2 separate regions of the Danio rerio genome follow, and region 2 is linked to region 1. Evidence: chromatin contacts called from public Micro-C data. All regions are on one chromosome and are shown on one strand. The core of a region is the stretch at or near the end of the contact, and the rest is flanking DNA. Distances in the headings are between cores, read along the strand shown. Region 1 overlaps cux1a (cut-like homeobox 1a). Region 2 overlaps cux1a (cut-like homeobox 1a).

Region 1 (6,146 bases), core at 1,547-4,046:
GAGAAGCTGGAGCAGTATGAGCGTTCTCTGCAGGCCAAGAACACAGAGGAGGCTGTCGAGCCGAACTTGGACTCATCAGAAAGAGAAGAGAGGCAAAGCAAAGGAGAAAACCTTCCAAACAACTATGCAGACAAGGAGAGGTTAGCCTGACCGTTGCGCAAATCCCGCACTGCATTAATCTTCCTGATTGTGTGAAGTCATAAGCTCGGTTTCAAAATGTAGTGGGTTGAATACTTAGAATTTGGAGGCATTGCTGGTAGGTTGAGAAACTATTTATTACAGATTATCATGTATTACATGATTATCATTATATTATATTATTTTATATATTTCATGATTATTATTATTTATAAATAACAATATCCATATGACAATTGTCAATGACAAAACAACAGTGATGATAATTAGGATTATTATTATGTATTATTATTAATCATTTGTGTATTGTAGTTAAATTCAAGGTCACTTTACAGAATTTAACTGTTTTACTGGAATTATACAGTAATTGTTTATTTTGTATTAGTTTAGGATTTTGTCCATGAACATAAAATTAAAATCGTTTCATAGTAAGGTTGGGCGATATGGCAAAAATGTAATCTCAATAGTTATTTGTCATATTGAATAATAAAGATATATATTTCGATATCAGTTGTTGACAGTAAAAAAAAAAAATAGCTTAAAGGGGCTTATAATTTTGTACTTAAAATGGTGTTTAAAAAATTAAAAACAGCTTTTATTCTAGCTAAAATAAAACAAATAAGACTTTCTCCAGAAGAAAAAATATTATCCAACATGCTGTGAAAATTCCCTTAACCTTAAAAAAAAAAAAAAAAAATTCAAAAGGGGGCTAATAATTGTAAATATCATAATATTAGCAAAAATCTTTAATCTATTTTAGATTCCCATTGTTGCACATTTCTTCTGTGTAATTGGCTCTAGTGTAAAAGGTCTAGAGCTTATCATTGTTATTGACATGTTTTATCACAATTCGATGTAATATTGTTTATCACCTAGCCCTATTTCAACGTTGTTTTAGGAAACAAGAAACTAGAAACCTTAAACAGAAATGAAAAAACTAACAACGGCTTAATTAAATTTAGTTTAAGTTGTACTAAAATATATAAATTGTGTGAAAAATTTTTAAAATTTTAAAATAAAAAAATAAAATAAATATTAATTCAAATGCAAGAAAAATTTGTAATACCTTTAAATAATGACAAAAATAGTAATAGCAAAAAATAATATCTTTTTTGATATTGTACTAAAACAGTGATCTTTATAACGCCAGCACCACAATAGATGGCCAAGTTTAAGAATATAGGTTTATATCCACATTTGAAAAATATATAATCATTAAAAGTACGTAATACCACCAGTTCGGAAATAAAAAAAATTTTCCAAGACATTTCTAAACATAATAGTTTTAATAACTCATTTCTGATAACTGATTTATTTTATCTTTGTCATGATGACAGTAAATAATATTTTTTATAGATATTTTTTAAGAGACTAGTATACAGCTTAAAGTGACATTTAAAGGCCTTAGCTAAATTAATTAGGCAAGTTAGGGTTATTAGGCAAGTCATTGCAAAGCGATGGTTTGTTCAGTAGACTATCGAAAAATATTTAAGCTTAAGGGGGATAATAATATTGACCTTAACTCTTTAAAGTGCACTCCTTGGAAATATTTTTTGGCCCACATCTTGTATTTTATAATATGCTAACACAACTCTGATAGTAATAGTAATAAGCAATTAAGATAATAATGATAACCTATGGATAAAAGGTCAACCTGATTATGATGCCTTTTAAAAGGGTAAAACTGGATTTAAAAAATGAAATTCTAGCTAAAATAACTCAAAAAATACTTTCTCTAGAAGAAAAAAAATATTATAGGAAATACTTTGAAAATGTTCTGACTCTGTTAAACATCATTTGGGAAATATTTGATAAAGGAAAAGTCACAGGAGGGCTAATCATTTTGACTTGAGCTGTATATTAGGAAACTGTTTTAATTGTGTCCTGTGTGTCTGTACAGTCAGCCAGAGCAGAGCCAGGAGAGCAGGACAGAAGACTCGGATGTGAAAACACAGTCCTTACAAACAGGTTTGCTAAAGCATCCACCATCATGTTAAATGTTTTTGCAATTACACACACGTCACTTGGCGTAGTTGAATTTTACTGACACTGGCTTTACATTTTTAATGCAGCACTTGAAGCAACTCAGGCAGAACTCCACGAACTGAAGACGAAATATGATGAAGAATCCACAGCAAAGTGAGTAAACCGGCTTTTATTTCTGACGGGACGCCGCAGGAGCTCAGATTACCCTTTCTGTGTTTCCTCGAATGTCTGCTAGGCGTCTTTGTCTCACCTTTGCACACATTTGCGTGTTCATACAGACACAGACAAACACACACACACACACACACACTCACACACCCCTTTGATCCGCACCAAAACAGCTCATAATCCTACTGCAGACAGGTTTGATTATGGGGAAAAACACAGTGTGGTGAAATCCCACCTTCATTCATGCACAAGTTGATATTCAATAGTCCTCACGTACCGCCCATGCTGTCTTTATGGCTACACTAGACTGAATAATGCATGACACAATCCCTCATAACGCGCGGTGATCTAGTAATGACGGGATTCGTACCGTCGACTGACATTTTGTGGGCGGCGAATCAGTGTGTGCATCTGCGCGCATTGTCTGTTCGCCTTGATCTGGGTCATGCATGTGTGTTTGTGTGCGTCTGCGCGCGTGCACGTGTGTGTTCCTCCGCTCGCTCTCTCCTTGTCATGTGGTCGAGGTTAGGTGGCAATTTCCTTGTCTTGCTGTCGCTGAGGAATGCATCCTGTTGCAGAGAGCGCTCGCTGCGGGCTGTTTTAGCGCTGGGAGTGGCGTAATTACACTACCTGTGATCAAACCAGACCCCCAGCACTGCACATTTAAAGAATTTTTTTTTGTGTTAGTATCAATATGTTAGTCTTAAGGTTATCTACGCTCACTGGCCACTTTATTAGGTACACCTTACTAGTACCGGGTTGGACCCCTTTTGCATTCAGAACTGCCGTAATCCTTCGTGGCATAGATTCAACAGGATACTGGAAATATTCCTCAGAGATTTTGCTCTATTTTGACATAATAGCATCACACAGTTGCTGCAGATTTGTATTTGGCTGCTCATTCATGATGCGAATCTCCCGTTCCACCACTTACCAAATGTGCTCTATTGGATTGAGGTCTGGTGACTGTGGAGGCCATTTGAGTACAGTGAACTCATTGTCATGTTCAAGAAAGCAGTGTTTAGATGATTTACGCTTTGACATGGTGCATTATCCTAATGGAAGTAGCCATCAGAAGATGAGTACACTGGGGTCAGAAAGGGATGGACATGGTCAGCAACAGTACTCAGGTAGGCTGTGGTATTGACATGATGCTCAATTGGTACTAAAGAAAATATCCCCCACACCATTACACCACCACCACCAGCCTGAAACGTTGCAAAGAGTATAGAATCACCTAGAGGCGACACTCTATTGTGATTTTATTAAACAGCCGCTAGATGCTGCTAGAGTCACGCAGTGGCCATTTTGGAATGAAAATTTCAATAGAACAATAGCATATTATAAGTCTGTTAAATAAACTATTAAAAGTGCTGATGACTGTGATAGTAAGTGTTGTATTATTGTCTTTCAGGTTGTATCTCTTTATCTTTTTAAAAAAATAAATAAATAAAAAACAAAGCAGACATTGCGACAGCAAAAAGATCCAATGGACGGCTGTTGCTGGGTGCTGCTGTTGCAATGGAACGTCCTATTGAGTGTCGCCTCTTGGTGGTTCTAAGCTCTTTGACCGTAGGCAGGATGGTGCCATGTTTTTTGTCCTGATTCTAACATTTACAAACAAAATTAATGAGCAAATTTCGATGAACTGTCTTTGATGATTCCACGTATTAAATTTATTTGTGAGCATGGCAAAGCGTTTTAAGGAATTTGATGTTTCTTCATTTGAAGAGATAGGAGCTGCACTTGCATGCCCGAGAGGTGTTTTGAAAATGGCAAGATAGAGATATTGTATGCAGAACCATAGACCTTTAAGTATAATTTTGGAAACTGTGTTCATCTTAACTGAAAGCTACGTCGTTTTCGCTGGCCTCACACATCACGCACCTGTCAGTCACTCAGTCAGCACGTCACCTTTAATGGTTAAACAAATGACACACAGCACTACTACGGTTACAGAAAAGTTTGAGCTGTTATAATTCACTTACCTTTTCATATGTTTTGGTGCGATTATCACCCGCTATTAAAATAGTACGATTGAATGTTTTGAATGAGAAGCTGTAATTTATGCGTGGCGGTATGAATTTTGGTGTGGCGCCCCGCCATGGAAGAATGAGCATTATCTAAATCAATTTTACATAGATATAAATATTAATTGAAACTTAATAGATTGCTGCATGTTTTACGATATGTTGTAATAAATTTGCACATGCATTGATATATATATATATATATAACTGTGGATCTCATGACTGGCAAGCTGTGTGATATAAACAAAATCCTATTGGCTATTTGTAAAATAGGAGGAGCTACTCAGTATCTCCAACCCTGCCTTATTTTAGTTGAAATTGTGTCAGCATTGAACAAATCTTAGCATTTCAGGGGACATTTAAGCTCTAAAATCCACCATGGCAAGCCGGAAGGTCAGAATGAGGTTTATTTGAGGAAAAGTCATGCTGCTGATTCCACAGACACGGCTCTAACAAGAGATAAATCTCACTGTCAGACATTTAAATATGACTGTGTGCGTGCTTACAAACGCAAACAAGAAAGACACACACATAAGACGACGCACTGTGACATTCAGTAACATTGGCCTGTTTCCAATCCGCCCGGGAACGCAGGCAGGTGAAACATTTCTGCTCCATTAGATCGTGTACCTGCTTCTCATCCTCACTCTTTCTTTTATTAGTATTAGTTTGATAGCTGGCAAAATATTAACTGCAGTTTTGTGTGTGCGCGCACAAGCAACACATTAGTGATGAATTTGCTGCCAAATTCCCTCACAATGAATTCAAAGCACTGTTTAATTGACCTTTTTCAGTTACTTGCATATGAAAGAGTAAATATAAAGACACTTTGTTGTAAGTAGGAAAAATAATGCTATGGTCTGTCCAAACCAGCGTATTCGTTTCTAAAAAAAACAACTGCATAATGTGACTAAATCACAGCCAATGTTTACAAGTAATCTGATGCACTTTAAGTTTGAGTCATCTGTAATCAAAAACACAACATGTACAGATTGAAAGCATTAGTCCAAGCTTCTATTAAGAATATTGAAATCTGCTGTTGATTTAAAAAGAAGCTTTTAATAAGAGAAGTTATCCTGCAGTTTTCCCTCAATGTTTTTTGAACCATTATAACAGTAGTAAAGGTCACAATTACTACTAACATTACCTTATAATATACAGTAATGTACTGTATTTTTGTATATATCACACGAGTAGCAGTGCGACATGGGAGGTGGAAGGTGTGTGTTGACTTGAGGCTGCAGGCTGAGTGCCTGAAGCAGGTCGCACACCAGAAGCGCAGCTTGGCGCCGCGACACGGGGCGCACATGACAGTTTAAAGTATCACCCACCAGACATGCACATCGAATGATATTTAACATGAAACTAATCAGATGCCGCTTTGTGGCGCGGTTGAAAAATGAACTGCGTCCTGAGCCATGGCCGGGCGCCGCCGACTTGCGGCGCCGGTGTGTGTATCCTGAAAGAAACTTGTTGCATGGCATAATCGTGAGTTTCAAAGAACATTTTGTACGAGGAACTACTTTCTTCAGCCATTCATTTATATCTTCAGCTGACCATCAGAACAGCAGAAACCGTTGCTAATTTATCAACGTTAATTTAGAGCTAGTATTTGAATGATTCTGTAGCGCAATGGCTAAAGTGATGACTAAATAGGTAATTTTGCTCACGTTTTAAGATTATACGGCTGAACGGCATGAAATGCCATCAGTCTACAGAGATTTCCCAGTATTTCTCTGCTGCAATCGGGAGATCACAATAATTAACCCCGAAAAAGCAAACAATACCAGATTACTATGTTATAAATACAGCACTAAACATACA
Region 2 (6,092 bases), core at 1,313-3,812, 59 kb before region 1:
AAGTTATTGTATCAAATATAAAAAATCAGTAAGACATCAGTTCTTCCAATTGATCAGAGAATTTACATTTTTGTGTGAACTATCCCTTTAAGGGGTCACGTTGGTGTGCAAGTATAACGGAGGCCAGCTGGTAAGGGTAGTTGAAAGTATTGATGTAGACTGAGTGGGATTGAGGTATCAATATTGGTTCATGAAAATGAGAACCAATCAAAATCCAGCCCTAAAGCTCTGAAACTCTTGAGTGTGGCGCAAGAGGTCTGGCATCTTCTCCAGGAACCATTAAATTTTAGACTTATTTTTTGCATGGGATATTTTAAGCACCCGCAGCCAAGGCCGTCTGTCTAATGCGACAATAATTCCTGTCATCTCTTTATTTGGGTGGAGCTGCCATATTTACACCGGCGCTGAGTGACAATGGCGAAAAGCGAGATGGGATGTATGGACCGGGCAGGCCCCACTCCTTCACCCGCCCTGCCCTGTGCCCGGGTCTCTGCCCGTCACTCCATCTGCCACCTGCGGTTGGAGGTGCCAAGGCTACAGACCATTAGCACAGAGCAGGTCTGTATTTATAGCGCTTAACGGGCATGACTCAACAGCATCACTGTTTGCTTTTAGCTGTAATGGAATCTGCGCTTTGCCGAACACAGAAAAGCCATTATTGTGTATGATAATATTGTTTCTGTCGATGGGCGAACCGGGACTAAAATTTCCACCGGACCGCTTGCACCTGCAGAAACCTTGTTTATAGTGAGAGAGAAATAGGCAGGCGTAGGAAGGTGTAAGTTAGTTGTGTGTGTGCGTGTGGAGCACTAACTGATGTCATGCTGGCCATGTGACTCTGCTCTCGGAGATGAGGTAATGGCTGTTGACGTTTACAGCTCCCCCTAATGAAAGACTGTGTAAAGTGTGATGCTTGTAACGGGACGTAAAACCAGCTAGTAAACCTCTAATGTCACGCAGGACTACACAACATAGGTTTTAGACTCTTCAGATACTTTCCAGATGACTGTTCTGAATCGTAGCTGTGTGGATGTTTTAGACATGGTGTGCAGAATGCTCTATAGTTTTAAGTGTTGCTGCATTCATATTATTTGTTTTTATTATTAGTTTTTCCTCCATATATATATTATACTTATGCTATTAATAGTTAATAGCTATATATATATATACATGTGTGTGTGTATGTATGTATGTATGTATGTATATATATATGTATATATATATATATATATATATATATATATATATATATATATAGTAGTCTATTTATATATTTAGATTTGTGCAGTTTAAAATTTAAAAGAATTCACTGTATTTACATATTATATCATAACATTTGATTTTAAAATGAACATTTGTTTGTGTATAAAGACAACTTTTATATATTATAAATTGCAAATTTTTATTATTATTTTTCTTGTGTTAAGCAGATATTCACACAATTTATATAAATATAAAATACCTAAAATTCTTAAGACTATTTAAATTTTGTTATAAATATTAATTACTATTGCATTTTAAATATTAAAATTTTATATACAAATCTAATTCACAAACACACACACACACACATATATATTTAATTTTTTTATTATATTTGAATATGATATATAATTTCTTTATTGTTAATGCTAGATATTTATACGTTTTTATTAAACTTTTCTTATATGCAGATATAAGACACAGACACACACACACACACACACACACACACACACACACACACACACACACACACACACACACACACACAATGTTACAAAAATGTTCAATTTATATAAATAAATTACTTAAATGCCTAAATGCATTATTTATCAATTATTTGAGTATATATAAATAAATCTATAGCATAACATTTGGTTTAAAATGATTTTTTTTTATAAAAAGACTACTTTTATTTATTATATTTTTAAAAAAATATTTTTTCTTGCAGAAGTTTTGCAGATATTCACACAATTTATATAAATATAAAATACTTAAATTTTTGAACATAATTATTTTTACATTTTTTATAAATATAAATATTAATACATTTTAAATATTAAACATTTAATATACAGATCTAGTTCATATATATATATATATATATATATATATATATATATATATATATATATATATATATATATATATATATATACACACACACACACACACACACACTGTGTTTTTCTTATTATTTATCATGTATATGTAGACATTACATGAAACATTACGTCATGAAAATGTATTCTAAAAATTGTGTATATACAAATAATTAAAAATGATTACAAATTTCGATTATATTTATTATGTTATGTATAATATATTTTTATACATATTTACATTGATATATATTTAAATAGCTTGTATTATTATTATATAGTTCAAATTTTGAATATATAATTCAGTATCATCTCCATAATGTATTTACATGTCTAAGTTATTGAGTGTGAGTGTGTGTAATGCTATGTGTGCTCATGTGTGTATGTGACTGCGCTGGGCCTCCCCTTTGCCAGTGTCCTCTGTTTCCCATTCCAGCCCTGATGAGTCAGAGTCTGTGAATGCAGCCGAGCGAACAGCAGCACTGTGACGTTAATGTGTTTACGCTCTCTGCGCTCCCTCTGCTACAGCGGCCCGCTCGCTCTGACCTCCTCATACAGGCACAGTCTCTCCTCATCCAAACAGACACAGCTTCTCCTTTACATGCTAACACAGGCTCTGTTACTAGCTCCTGTAGTTTCTCATCTACAGGCTAACACAAGCTCAACACTGGCTGTCCTTTTCAAACGCATACAGTCTGTACTTTATAAGCACATATTATCTCTAGAACATTTTCCTCTTGTTCAAACTACACGGCTCCTTTTACACTCCAAACTGAACTTTCATAAAGTAATTTACAAGCTTGTTATATTACTAAATGAAATGTAACATTTCTTTTATACAGAGACAAAGCAACAATTTTGACATGAAATATACCTGCTATTTCTTTTTTCTTTTTTTGGACAAAAATGTAAAATACGTAGGTAAAATGGAAGAAAGAAAAACCCTGGTTGTGTTTTTAGGGCTGTAAATGTGATTCATTGATGTAGTTATAATAGTTTTTATAGTTATTGTTATGATTATTATTATTATTATTATTATTATTATTATTATTATTATTATTTGTTCTTAGTTATATTATTATAATTTTTTCTTAATTTTGTTTCCAACAATTAAATAATAATAAAAATATAGTTAATAAAATAATAAAATATATTAATTTTAAAGTAATAATAACAATAATGACAATAATAATAATAATAAAATTAACTATTATTAATAATAATACATTTTTTATTATTGTAACCTTAAATACTTAAAATAAGTCATGTACTATATTTTATATACACACACACACACACACACACACACACACACACACACACACACACACACACACACACACACACACACACACACACACACACACACACACACACATACATACAACAGTTCTGTCTGGTTGCATTATTTTGCAATAACAGCAATTGTACAGCCTCCTCACTCTTCTGTATTACTCCGCCCACATACTGTACATCGAGCAGAGGACACTTTACAGTTTGACATATTGCTGCTGTTGGACAACATAATGTACTTTTGAGGTTTTTTTAGTCGATAATGTAGTTCTTTAGATTGCATCTATGCAGTTTATTTATAAGGATAGTGCCTATTTTTATATATATATATAATTTCTGAGAGAGAACGCGTCGGTGGCCATTAGCCTGCCATACTGATCTGACCAAAGACGGATGACGTCGTCCATCCACAAGGTGGTGACAGGATGCATAATAAGCCCTTTGAAGATTATAACAGCCTAATTTCTAATTAAAACTAATCAAATTATTATTAAATTGGTAAGCATACCTGCCAATACTACTGTTTTTACCAGGAGTCTCCTGTATTACAGACCAATCTCCCACAACCATCGTGTTTTGTTATTTCTCCCTAAAAACTCCCTTAATTTTGTAAAAGTAGTCAGCTTTATTATTTTTTTTATTACAATATAAGCCCTCACTACACACTCTATACACTTTTTTTCAGGCAGACATTTTCTGGACTTATTTTTAGACATTAAAATAAGCTTTTTAGCTTTTGTGTGGATAATGTTGGCATTCAGCGTAATGTTCTTTTTTTCTTGCAATTAGTGATCCTCAAAACTAAAGCAGACTCCATCCTTAAGGGGGTCGCACAGCCGATGGGCTACGCACATGACAGTTGCGCAGTTGAGACACATAAGATGTTATTTAAAATGAAACTATTCAGATGGCGCTCTAAATCATGAACAGTGTCCTGAGTCGTAGCTGTGTGCAGCAGACAGCCACTGACTTGGTGCACCGGTGTGTGAAATCTGATATAAACGTACTGCATGTTTACAATTTTAAAATGCATCGCACTACGTGGAGAGGCGTAGCCGATGTGTCTTCCCTTTTACGATGCTCTTGCTGCAGACAGTTGCAATCCTTTTTGTTGAAACTCACACTGCTAGCGATCGAAAATGTGTTCATTTGGCCAGCTGAACGCATTCTGTACTGTACAGGAGACATGAAGGAGAATGATTGACAATGGTCTACAGCCAATCAGGATGCAGAACACTATGCACTGTTAAAAAAGCAAAAGAAAAAACAAAAACATTTTGCACCAAAAAAATCTGCAAAACTGCGAGGCCACGAAAGATAAACAGCATTATAGCGAGGGACCACTGTATAATAAACATAATACATTGACTAAAAAGCAGAAAATATTAAAAAAAATATATATTTTTTTATAATCAACCTCTGGGTTCCACAATCCCATAGCCAGTCGCTCCTGTTCACAGATTGCATCGACTTTCTTTCGTTCATTCTTTCCACACAGAGCTGTGTTTTCTCTCCTTGGATCTGAATGTCTGAGGAGAGCAGACTTGAATTTGACTTTATTCAGCGGCAGCGGTGGGGGCGTTCGGGGGACTTTGCTCAGTTGTGGTCCCTCCTGTGAACAGCCATGGCTGTCAGTGAAACATTAAACTGATTTGTGGCCTGTGCGAGTCTCCTGAGGGAGGTGGGCTGGCAGTCTCCCTGCAATTCTGTCCCTCAATCTCAATACTGATCTTGAATCAGTACGGCCTGAAAACCTATCCACCAAATTGATGTTTTATATTAAACGGCGAGTGTAGTTCACGCTCGGCGTCCAGACGCTGTGAAACAGATGTCTTCTCAGCTGTAACAAATTGTTGTGTGTGTATATATTTATAGTCTTGGCGGACGATCGGCCTTGTTTCATTTTTTTGGCCGGCTTGTGACGTGCCTTGCTGTGCCTTGAAATGCGCTGCTTTTTTTTCCGACAGTTCACGCAATTTCAATTGAAACATAAAGACAGAGCAGGACATAATGAGTAGCTCCTCCCATTTTTACAAAATATCCAATAGGGTTTTGTTTATATCACTGATCTGCCAGGGTGGGACATTGTGTAGCTCCTCCCCTTAAAAAAAATTACCAATAGGAATTGCTTATATAACTGCTTTGTTGGGACGAGACATATTAAGTAGCTCCTCCCCTTTTTGCAAAATAACCAGTAGGGTTTTGTTTATATAAGTGTTTTTCAAGGGCGAAACATTGAGTTGCTCCTCCTCTATTTACAAAATATGTAATAGGGTTTTGTATACAGAACTGATCTTCCAGGGCAAGACATATTGAGTAGCTCCTCCCCTTTTACAAAGTAGCGAATAGGTTTTTTTTTTATATAACTGCTCTGCCAGGGCGGGATGTATTGAGTAGCTCCTCCCCATTTTACAAAATATCCAAAAGGGTTTTGTTTATATCACTGCTCTTTAAGGGCGAGACATTGAGTAGCTCCCCTCCTTTTTACAAATAGCAAATAGGGCTTTGTTTATATGACTGCTCTGCTAGGGCGGGACATATTGAGTAGCACCTCCTCTTTTTACAAAATACCCAATAGGGTTTTGTTTATATCACTGATCTACAGGGTTTGGATATATTAAGTCGCTTCTCCCATTTTACAAAATAGCCAATAGGGTTTCGTTTATCTCCCTGCTCTGTCAGGGCGAGATATATCAAGTTGCTCCTCCCCTTTTT

The links. A called contact is a pair of places that touch in the nucleus more often than the background predicts.
Region 2: a Micro-C map of caudal fin shows a contact between it and region 1, with 1.9 times the contacts expected there. The contact joins two enhancer-like sites. A contact is called at or near these places in 2 of 18 Hi-C or Micro-C datasets (caudal fin and hematopoietic stem cells).

The regions. Positions count from the first base shown.
Region 1 is chr10:38,005,936-38,012,081 of GRCz12tu, reverse strand. It overlaps cux1a (cut-like homeobox 1a), which reads left to right. Exons shown (of 24, transcript XM_073914978.1): 6 at 1-140; 7 at 2,039-2,106; 8 at 2,211-2,277. Among named protein-coding and RNA genes, the nearest start is that of dnajc30a, 110 kb to the right of the region's middle. Within about 2 kb of position 2,796, at least 12 of the 62 cell types and tissues checked have an H3K27ac peak or open chromatin away from gene starts, as enhancers often do. A contact at or near this core is called in caudal fin, where this site is marked.
Region 2 is chr10:38,065,106-38,071,197 of GRCz12tu, reverse strand. The region is part of intron 2 of cux1a (cut-like homeobox 1a); the gene reads left to right. Among named protein-coding and RNA genes, the nearest start is that of cux1a, 88 kb to the left of the region's middle. Within about 2 kb of position 2,562, at least 48 of the 62 cell types and tissues checked have an H3K27ac peak or open chromatin away from gene starts, as enhancers often do. A contact at or near this core is called in caudal fin, where this site is marked.